Regions from separate parts of the Mus musculus genome. Here region 2 is linked to region 1. A link is a contact called in public promoter capture Hi-C data. All regions are on one chromosome and are shown on one strand. Each heading gives the region's core, a stretch centred on a gene start, on an enhancer-like site or on the middle of the called end of the contact. The rest is flanking DNA. Distances are from core to core; before and after follow the strand shown. Region 1 overlaps Smg6 (Smg-6 homolog, nonsense mediated mRNA decay factor (C. elegans)). Region 2 overlaps Smg6 (Smg-6 homolog, nonsense mediated mRNA decay factor (C. elegans)).

Evidence for each region. Capture Hi-C pulls out chosen DNA fragments and counts their contacts.
Region 2: a promoter capture Hi-C map of adipose tissue shows a contact between it and region 1. The contact joins two enhancer-like sites. A contact is called at or near these places in 1 of 15 datasets of contacts at CTCF or cohesin (the NIH/3T3 cell line), 22 of 484 Hi-C or Micro-C datasets (the 3T3-L1 cell line, the HPC-7 cell line, bone marrow-derived macrophages and 12 more), 10 of 115 datasets of contacts at active chromatin or transcription factors (the HPC-7 cell line, astrocytes, double positive thymocytes and 5 more) and 3 of 9 other capture datasets (adipose tissue, liver and pancreatic islet).

What each region holds. Positions count from the first base shown.
Region 1 is chr11:74,990,334-74,995,234 of GRCm38.p6, forward strand. All of the region lies in intron 10 of Smg6 (Smg-6 homolog, nonsense mediated mRNA decay factor (C. elegans)), which reads left to right. Among named protein-coding and RNA genes, the nearest start is that of Srr, 67 kb to the left of the region's middle. Within about 2 kb of position 2,363, at least 76 of the 459 cell types and tissues checked have an H3K27ac peak or open chromatin away from gene starts, as enhancers often do. A contact at or near this core is called in the NIH/3T3 cell line, adipose tissue, heart atrium and 1 more, where this site is marked.
Region 2 is chr11:75,138,090-75,142,352 of GRCm38.p6, forward strand. Smg6 (Smg-6 homolog, nonsense mediated mRNA decay factor (C. elegans)) reads left to right here. Exons shown (of 19, transcript NM_001002764.2): 14 at 1,104-1,280. Among named protein-coding and RNA genes, the nearest start is that of Gm51907, 8.4 kb to the left of the region's middle. Within about 2 kb of position 1,747, at least 77 of the 459 cell types and tissues checked have an H3K27ac peak or open chromatin away from gene starts, as enhancers often do. A contact at or near this core is called in the NIH/3T3 cell line, adipose tissue, heart atrium and 1 more, where this site is marked.

The DNA.
Region 1 (4,901 bases), core at 1,113-3,612:
ACACACACACACCTCTCCCTTCTATTGCTTCTTAGATCTTTATTTTAGTCTCTAAATTCTGTAAGACTCTATAGTGCTTGGTTGGGATATTAAGGAGAGATTTGTAAATATAAAGTTTAATTTAAAAATCCAGAGATGCTTTTGCACATCTGGCTATGCTAATGGCAGCAGCAAGGCCTCTTAGAGGCTGCATACCCAGGACTTCTCCCAAGAGAGAGGCATTGCTGAAATGTTTCATTCCAGAGACCGTATGCTTGGCAGGGATTAGGCATTGCTGTTTCTGGACTCGTGTACCCTGTTTGTTCAATATGGAAAAGTCTAGTTCCCTATGGGATATCCCTTATGGGACCCTGCCAGAGAGTAAGAACAGAGAATTGATGAGCTTTGGTGACTCAAATCTGGAAGCACAAAACCCACCAGGCCCAGAATCTGGCCAGTGTACTGGTATGCGTTCTGAAGTGTTTTTCTGAACACTTCTCCCCACACCCCCGTATGAGGCGGGAGGCCAGGAGGGAAGGGCAGATTGGCAGAATTTTAAAATGTTCTGATGACCATGCTGCATTTGAAGGATGTTTCTAGGATCCCTTCCCCTCCCTCTTCCTCACTTAGGTAAGGCTGATGTGGTTTGACTTGGTAGAAATATGTAGTCTGAGTGACATTATTTTGTGTTTCTTTACACCATGTTGCCAAGGAGTCATTCCAGAGCATCAACAGGGAATGTTTGCTCAGATTCTTATCTGCAGTGCCAGGAAGTAGGAATTGCCCCATGGAGACTGTGTCACAAAGCAGATGTAATGTCTCTGGACAGTGCCACTGGCTCTTCAGTTCACCTTTTCTCAGAAATTTCTCCTCTCACCTGCACTTGATCTGCTTCCCTTCCTGTCCATATTAGGATCTATGTTCAACTTGCTGCTGCTAGGGAACTTCCGTAATGAGTGAGCCTGCCGAACTTTCCCTATGGACAGGGCTTCTCTTGGGATTTGAGGAGCTTCTTAGCTGGTCTGCCTGGGTTTTCAATCATATCAGTCCTGGAAGACATTTCCTCATCAGGTTGACTTATACAGCATCCAAAATGTTCAGCAATGGGCAAGATACAGAGGCTTAGGAGCCTTCACAACTTAGCCAATTTTTTGCTGAGGTGGCTGTTTGCTGAGGTGGGGTTGCCAGAGGCCTGGAGCCTTAAGGGACAGCACTGATTTCTAAGGAGAAGGAAATAAATAAGTTTGTAAAATGCTGCCCTAGTGAGGCTGTGCAGTCCTAAAGGGAGGGAAATTTTGCTACCAAGAATGAAGCTCTCAGGGTGTGGTGGCACATGCCTTTAATTTTGGTCTACTTATCGAGTTCCTGACTAGCCAGAACTACATAGTAACACTGTCTGCTCAATGGGCTCTGTAAGTAGGGCCTCCAGTTGCCCCTGTATTCATTTTCTGCTTTCCTACCCAAGCCACCACTGCCGTGTGAGCTGGAGAGCTGGGACACACAGTTCAGCAACAACTGACATATGGTCTCTATAGATGTGAATATAAAGAACCTGGTTTCAACACTTTTGGTGGAAAGGAGTACCCTAGACTTTCATAGACCACCAGTGAGTCTTTTTCTTGTAGCTGTTAAGTAAAGGTTAAGAAAATAAGGGTGTTTGATATCAGTGGGAGGAACAGCCCTTGGGCCTGAGGGGGTTCGATATCCCAGTGTAGGGGAATGCCAGGGCGGAAAGGTGGGAGTTGGTGGGTGGGTAGGGGAGCACCCTTATAGAGGCAGGGGGGAGAGAGAATGGGATAGGAGATTTCTAGGGGGCAGGGGGAGACCTAGGAAGGGGGTAAAATTTGAAATATAAATAAAGAAAATATCCAATAAAAGAAAAAAAGAAAGAAAATATGGGTGAAAGGAAGATAAAGGATAGAGGACTCTTGCGTATTTGAGGCCAAGATACTTTTGTAGCACTTTTCTGTAGTTGGTCATGAGGTGGATCCTCTAGTCAGGAATGACAAGTAAAGGCCTATAGCCCCACTCCCTGTACTGCCCTTGCCCTGGCTCTCACCTCCATGAGGCAAGAGGAGCCTGAGCTGAGGTGGTCACAGGCTCCAAGGGTGGTTCAGGGAAAAACAACCCAGGCCACAGGATATAACACTCAACTGGGACACAGAGCTCTGCGGACGTGCTGCCAAGTACCCGGTGTGCAGCTGAGGCGGCCATCCAGACCCCACTGTGTGGGCTGCCATTGGGATAGGGGTGAACAGAGCACTCAGCAGGGCTGGTTGGTGGGAAGATGCACTTTTCCATTTCCCAGCACATGAGTCATCTTCTCTGGGCCCCTGTGCTGTGCTTGCACGGACAGTGGCAAGAAGGGGGTGTTGTGGCTGAGTAGCAGCATCTGTGCCGGGGGTGGAGAGAGAAGAGGGCTGGGGAGAGGGTAACGATTTAAGTCCTTCACTAATCAGCAGCACTTTGAATCACATTTTTATGAGTAAGGAAGTGATAAATCAAGCTCTGTGTGTTCAGCCCCCAAGTTCTGTCAGCTGGTGCCCTTCTAACGGGTTCTCTCCCATCTAGTCTGCAGGCTGTCACAGTCACCACCTAGCCACAGGACCCTGGCTGTCTGAAACCAGGAAGTAAGGCCTGACACAGCCTGGCCTCCCAGGTGCTTTGGGTCCACGGTGATTTGGCAGTCATTGCAAGTTACAGAACATCTGGACCATCATTTTTCTTTCCATTCCCTCTTGGATATGTCCTTCTGGGTGGGTGTTTACATATGTCAGTTCCTGGATTCTCTGGAGAAGAGCATTCCAGCCTGAAGCAGAGGTGATCTTGTAGCCCAGAAAGATGTTAGATCCTTTGTCCTTGTCAGAGCCATTTCCATAGATGTGGGGTCAGAATTATGATTTGGAGAGCAACAGAGCTTCCTTAAAAAGTGTGTTCTTTGCTGATGGCCCCCAGTCCTGCAGTACTATCATAGGTCATTCTTGTGTTTTGTGTTCCCTTTTCAAGAACTACCTTCTACTACAGTAGGCCAGGGTATACATAATGTGCTTGCTAACATTTTATGGTATTTACTTTTTAAATAAGCTTTTATTGTAGACTTGAAATATTTACAAGCTTTGGATATGGTAGGAGACAAAGTAGGGGGGCAAAACTGTGGTAGAGAGAATGGTGTCCTCCCCTGCATTAGGTTTTGGAGATACTAACTTCCTTGATCATGAGCCCTATGCAAGATCCTACCCCTGTGGTATTAGAGTCAGCTTGGAATCCTAGCACTCTCTACGAGATGATTGGAGACAGCTACATTTGAGGTCAGGATGGGATATTTGGGGGTCCTTAGGCTGGTATTCATTAGACACAGGTATTTATTGAATGCATGTATGTTGAATGCAAGAAGTTGAAGGCCATGGCTCTAGGAAAGCTGTGTGCCTTGCTTGGCTAATCTTCAAAGTTGGTAGCTAAATGGCTGGTTCCTCGAGTGATGTCACAATGTCTGTAGCATTCAGAGCCTAAAAGGAGAAAAGGCCTTCTTCCTGTATCTCAGTATTTAATACTTCAGTAGCCATTTGGGTAGCTGGTAAGAAGCTAAAAGGTAAATTGTTGAATTTAACCACAAGTACTTCAAGAACTTTAATTTAAAAAAAAAATGTAACTTAAGGAAATAAAACTAGTTTCTCGAGGACAAGTAACTGAAGCAACATTTGTGGTAGGGCATCATGGAAACCTCTTTGCATCCCCCATCTGTGCCCAATTTATTCCAATCTGGACTTCCACTCGGTGCCCCCACTCTTTTTAAAAATATGATTTATAATTTTTGAAATCAAAACCATCTCAGGCACACTGTTTTATTTTACTATATTATTGGATTATATTTCCTATAAATCACTGGATATTACTCATTGGCCACCATTGGAATAACTTCCCTTTTCTGTGCCCTGGCCTTTTCTTTTCCCTTCTCTATTTGTTCATAGAGTATGACTCCATTTCAGTCCTGCGGAAGAGCCCTAGTAGCAGCAAGAGGGCACCCAAGAGACACTTTGTGAGTGTGTGTGTGTTCATGTTGCTTGCTCTAAGGGAACATCTAGGAGTTAGAATTGGGCAGAGTCAGACTGGCTTTCATTTCATGATCCTTCATGTTTGCTTTTGGTTTGGTTTGGTTTCTGTTTTTTGAGACTGCATCTCATTCTGTAGCCCAGGCTTGTTTCAAGAAATACTCCTACACCACCTCCTGAGTACTAGGATGACAGGTATGGACCACTATACCTAGCATATACATACTTTATGTTATTAATATTCCCGAATTGCAGGAAATAGAGGAAGTGACACCTAGGTGTCTTGGGGGAATTGAGAACTACAGCTGTCTACCTGGCACTAACAGTTTAACCTATAGGCATGAGCTTCTTCATGCCATTAATAATATATGGGAGGTGACTATGGTTGAGAAGTTCTAAGACTTTTGGGAAGAACAATTTGTTCTCTCGTCCAAGTTACTTTTAAGTCTTTTACTCAAGCAGAATGTATGACGTGGCAGACCCTCTGCTTGACAGAACAGTTGTACAAAGGAAATCCACCTTTCATAAGGGCTAGACTTGGGGAGGCAGGCTGTTTAGCCAGACTCCTTTCCCTTGGCAACCTGAATATGGCTGTTGCTGAAGTTTCTGGAAAAGAAGAGTGACAGAAGTAGAGGGGTCAGGGACTCACCTTTTTTTCCAGTTCTGAGTTCCAGTGTCTCTCTTGTTTTCAGAATGAATCTACTGCTTTAGGCTGAGGAAAGAGAAACTGTAGTGAAAAGTTAAATGAGGAAGTTCAGTCATGCCAATAAAATTAAGCTTACTCTTAGCATCTCTATTAAGGAGATGCTCTTTGTTTACCTGAAGATAACAGTGTGTCTTAGTGCCCATAGCTGGTTGGTATCATGAAGAGTG
Region 2 (4,263 bases), core at 497-2,996, 150 kb after region 1:
CCAGGGGATCTGATGATATGTTCTGGATTCCTTGTGTACCAGGCATATTGATGGTACACAAACATACATGCAGGCAAAACACCCATGCACATAAAATAAAAATTTACAATGAGTCTTGGTCATTTAACATGTCTTGGAATCACTGATGATTAAAGGGCTGTTCTGTGTCATATCTGGCCAATATGGTGTAGAAAATGTCCTCTGCTTCTTAGATGCACATCAAGCAGGGACCTCCTCGTTGACAACCATCCAGTCAATAGGCATGATAGGGCCCCAGAATCCAACGAATAAGAGAAGGGTACAGATAGCAAGGAAGAGGACAATGCACACATGGGCACAAATAGAGGTGACGGCATGCATATGTGGTCTTGTGGAGAGGATTCCAGTCTAGGTGACTGAGGACACATCATCTGAGACCCTGACAGACTTGACAGCTGATCAGGATAATACTTCATATAACAGCTAAATCAGCACTGTATATGTGCTGCTGTAGCAACATGGGAGCAACTAGTGTGAACTGTGGAGGGCAGAGCTTTGGTGAACTCACCTGCTCTGCCCCATCCTCTCAGCCTGATAATTTCCTGCCCATTCTCAGGTGAGGCAGGAACCATCCAGAGAAGTTCAGAATGACTTAGCTAAGATGAAACAGGCAAGAAAGCTTATCTTTCAGTCTGCAGACTGTCCTGGAGGGAGTCTGGGAACAGGGTGCCAGGGGTGCTAGAAAGCAGTACTTTGTGGTAGCCAACCTGCTGCCATGCATTCCTCGTCCTCTTACTTATATTCCAAACTTAGAAGAAATTATTTTCTGGGTTTTGTTTTTCATAATAGGACTTTAATAAAAGAAAAGTACAAGCCCTGAGGGCACCTGGCATTGGTCCTGAGGTGTCTGCTGCCCCAGGGATGACCTAAAGCAAGGCCTGGCGACTTCCTTCCTTCAGAAGACCTTGGTCTTTGCTTTCCTCCATACACTCTTGTTGCTCATACTACCTCCCTCCCCAGTAACTTTGACACAATTCTCATGTGCCCTGCAGCTAGCAATGTCTCTCGTCTTCATCCTCCCTCTCAGAAAATGCTGTTTTTCTTCTCTCCCTCTCGCCCTGTAGGTTATTGCAGCTGACTGCAAAAGGGTCACAGTGCTGAAGTATTTTCTGGAAGCCCTTTGTGGACAAGAAGAGCCTCTGCTGGCATTCAAGGGTGGAAAATATGTGTCAGTGGCACCCGTCCCAGACACCATGGGAAAGGAAATGGGAAGCCAAGAGGGAAAACAACTGGAAGATGAGGTACTATTCGGGAAGAGCCGCTATGGCAGAGGGAAAGCTCCCCTTCCCCCGTGCCCTGCTGCCCAGGCTGGAGCTTCCCCTTGAGATGATTTATAACCTCTCGCTTAGTTCAGTGTGTGTTGAGGTGACAGCAACCTCTCAAGAGTGCACTCTGCTGGTGCCCCTCCTGCCAGTCCACCCCAGTGCCTCCATCTACGAGTTCCAGATGCTTCTTTTTAATGTTGCATTGGAGGAAAGAGTTTAATAATATTCAGCTCTGGAGGCTTAGGAAAGAGAGTAGAGTGAGGGGTGTTAGGGTTCAGGCTAAGGATCAAGTTTATAGATGTGCGGAGCTCAGCACAGCACAGACCTGAACTCCAGCCTCCAGCTCACGTACAGGAAGAGCTGACATTGCTGGCCCCGTGTGGAAAATCACCCCTCCCCCAGCCTGCTCTCTCTCTCTTACTCCCTCCCTCCTGCACATCCTGATGTGATTAAGGAATTCTCCTCTTGTTTGTTTGCCCTTGATTGTTCCTGTAGCCCTTGCTTCACTCCAGTCTTTCTCTCTCCCTCCCTCCCTCCCTCCATTGCTCATGCCTGTGTGTATGTGTGTGTGTGTGTGTGTGTGTGTGTGTGTGTGTGTGTGTGTGTGTGTGTGAGAGAGAGAGAGAGAGAGAGAGAGACCGAGAGAGAGAGCGCGTATGTGTGCACGCCCATGTTCGCAAGCATGTTTGCCTGTGTACACATCCATGTATCCCTGCTGACCTCCTTAGCAGTTCCCCTGTTGTGCATCTATGTCTTTCTGGGATGATCTCTGATGATCATCTGTATGTGCCCAGTTTGTCAGTTGAAATGAACATTGCTGTCCACACCCCTGAGGCGCCTGTGGACTGAGCGTCATTGTGACTGTGTGGTAGAAATGGAGCATATGTACATATGGCAGCCTCCTTGCTGCTTTTCTGGGTGTGGGTAACTATCTGGGAGTATATACATGTCTCACTTTTGCCTGAAGGTTGGCTCTTTTCTTCTCTTTACTCCATAGTATTAAAGATGAGGGTCCTAGATAGAAAGAAACATAGGATGGAGGGAAGGGACGGAAGCAATTCTAGCCAGAGGCCAGGTCACCCATAGGCCAACACAGTCATTTGGCCCACAGCAGTCTCAAGCGCCCAGTGGAGCAGGGCGGGGTACAAGGATGAAATCAGCAACAGGCCAAGGAAGCCAGATGTCAGCTGGAAGCTGTCGTTTAGGATCTCAGGCAGTGATAGAGTGGCCACCTTTGGAACAGAGTCTTCAGAGAAGCAGTCTTGGCCTGGCTTCGTTAGGATAGCTGGAGAACTCCACCCCATGCCTGATGACACAGGACTCAGCTTCCAGGACAGAGGTGGTTCCAGGGCCATAGCTAAGCCCATGATTCCAGACTCTCTAGATGAAACCTGGGCAGAGAATAAAGGGAAAGAATGAGCTGTCAGCATGGGAGGAGACAGTGGAGTTACCAGAGCCATTGGGGTGTCCAACTTTAGCAAGCAGAACAGTGCTCCTGCAGCTCTAGACGGTGTGGGAAACAGGCCCATGATGTCTATACATCTCCTTTATCTCTCCCATACTAAAAGACTAAAAAAGTAGGCAGTGGAGGATGAGCAAAGCCAGCTCTCCAGCGTGGTTATAAGAGATGCCTCTGAACATCTAGGACTGGCAGCACAAGCATAGCTAGGCAAAGAGGTTGTCCTCCCACCCTAGAAGGGGTGGGCTACCTCTGGTGCCTGATCTGGTTGTACTCTCCTTCTGAGGCTTACTGACCAGGCAAAGGTTCGTGACCCACACCAGGCTGCCCACTTCTTCCTTTTCCCACGAGTCTCCTGGGTTCTTTTATGTTAGTGGTCCCTGGGAAATCCTACTTACCCTGTTCTGTGTAATTTCATAACCCTGCACTTCCTTGTTTGCTATGAGAGCTGAACAAACCTCAGACAAGCTTCTCTGACCCTCCTTTGACCTCAGTCCTGTTCACTCCAAACCAATGCTAACTAACTGTCCATCCCTGGTCAGAGCAGGCAAGGACACTCTTCCTCCGTGAGCCAACAAGCATCTTGTTGCACTTGCTCTTGTCCAGGCTAACCCTGTGAGCAACAAAATAAATGTGAATTTTTCTTCCTCCTCATAGCCAGATATTGATAAGTAAGTGATGCTTGTGGACAGCACCCTAAACCCCCTAGAACCTCTCAGGACAGTTACAGTTATTTTATCCTTACCTGCCATCTCCCAAGACTGGTCTATCTAAATAGGTCCAGGCCTGATAAAGCTGAGCTACCAAGGGCCGTGTCTGGGCTTGCTCTCTCAATTCACAACCCCAGTCCTGCAGTTTTGTTCGTTGTGATTGGTTAGAGCAGGCACAGGAGTCAGACTCACTTGATTTTGAATGCCTGCTCTGCTTCCTGCCACCTCTGTGACTGAACAGGCTATTTTATTCTAAGCCCCTTATTTATAAAGTGCAGATGGTAATAGCTATTGTGCAGGCCCTTGTGAGAATTAAAAGAGTTAATGTATGAAAAACACATAGCTGGGTACACAGCCCATAAAAAGCCCTGAGTAGCTAGTAGCTGTCAGTGTAGTCATCATTCTGTTAGAATTACAAGAATCTTCCTTCTCCTGTTGAATCACTCCCCTACTAGCCCCATCCCCTCAGGCAGCTGTATGTTCTCTCCTGACCAAGGCCAAAAGTGAGAGAGTGAGGAGTGGAGCTAGGACCACCCGGGGAGCAGTGGCTGCTGAGAACTGAGTCTGCAAGTGAGGAAGTGCCATCCCTGGGGAAGGCTCCATCAGCCTGGCAAGAAGGCTCCATAAGCTAGCCAGCCACCTCCTACTTACTCTGCCTAGGCCCTTGGAGGGCAGCTGAGCAAGGCCATGTTATGTGAATTTTTTAATGGGGCCCAGAAGTCTCCACACTACCAGGCTGTGGTCTTAAAAGGAAATCAGGGTAAAGTCTGTAGAGCTACAGCATCTGCTC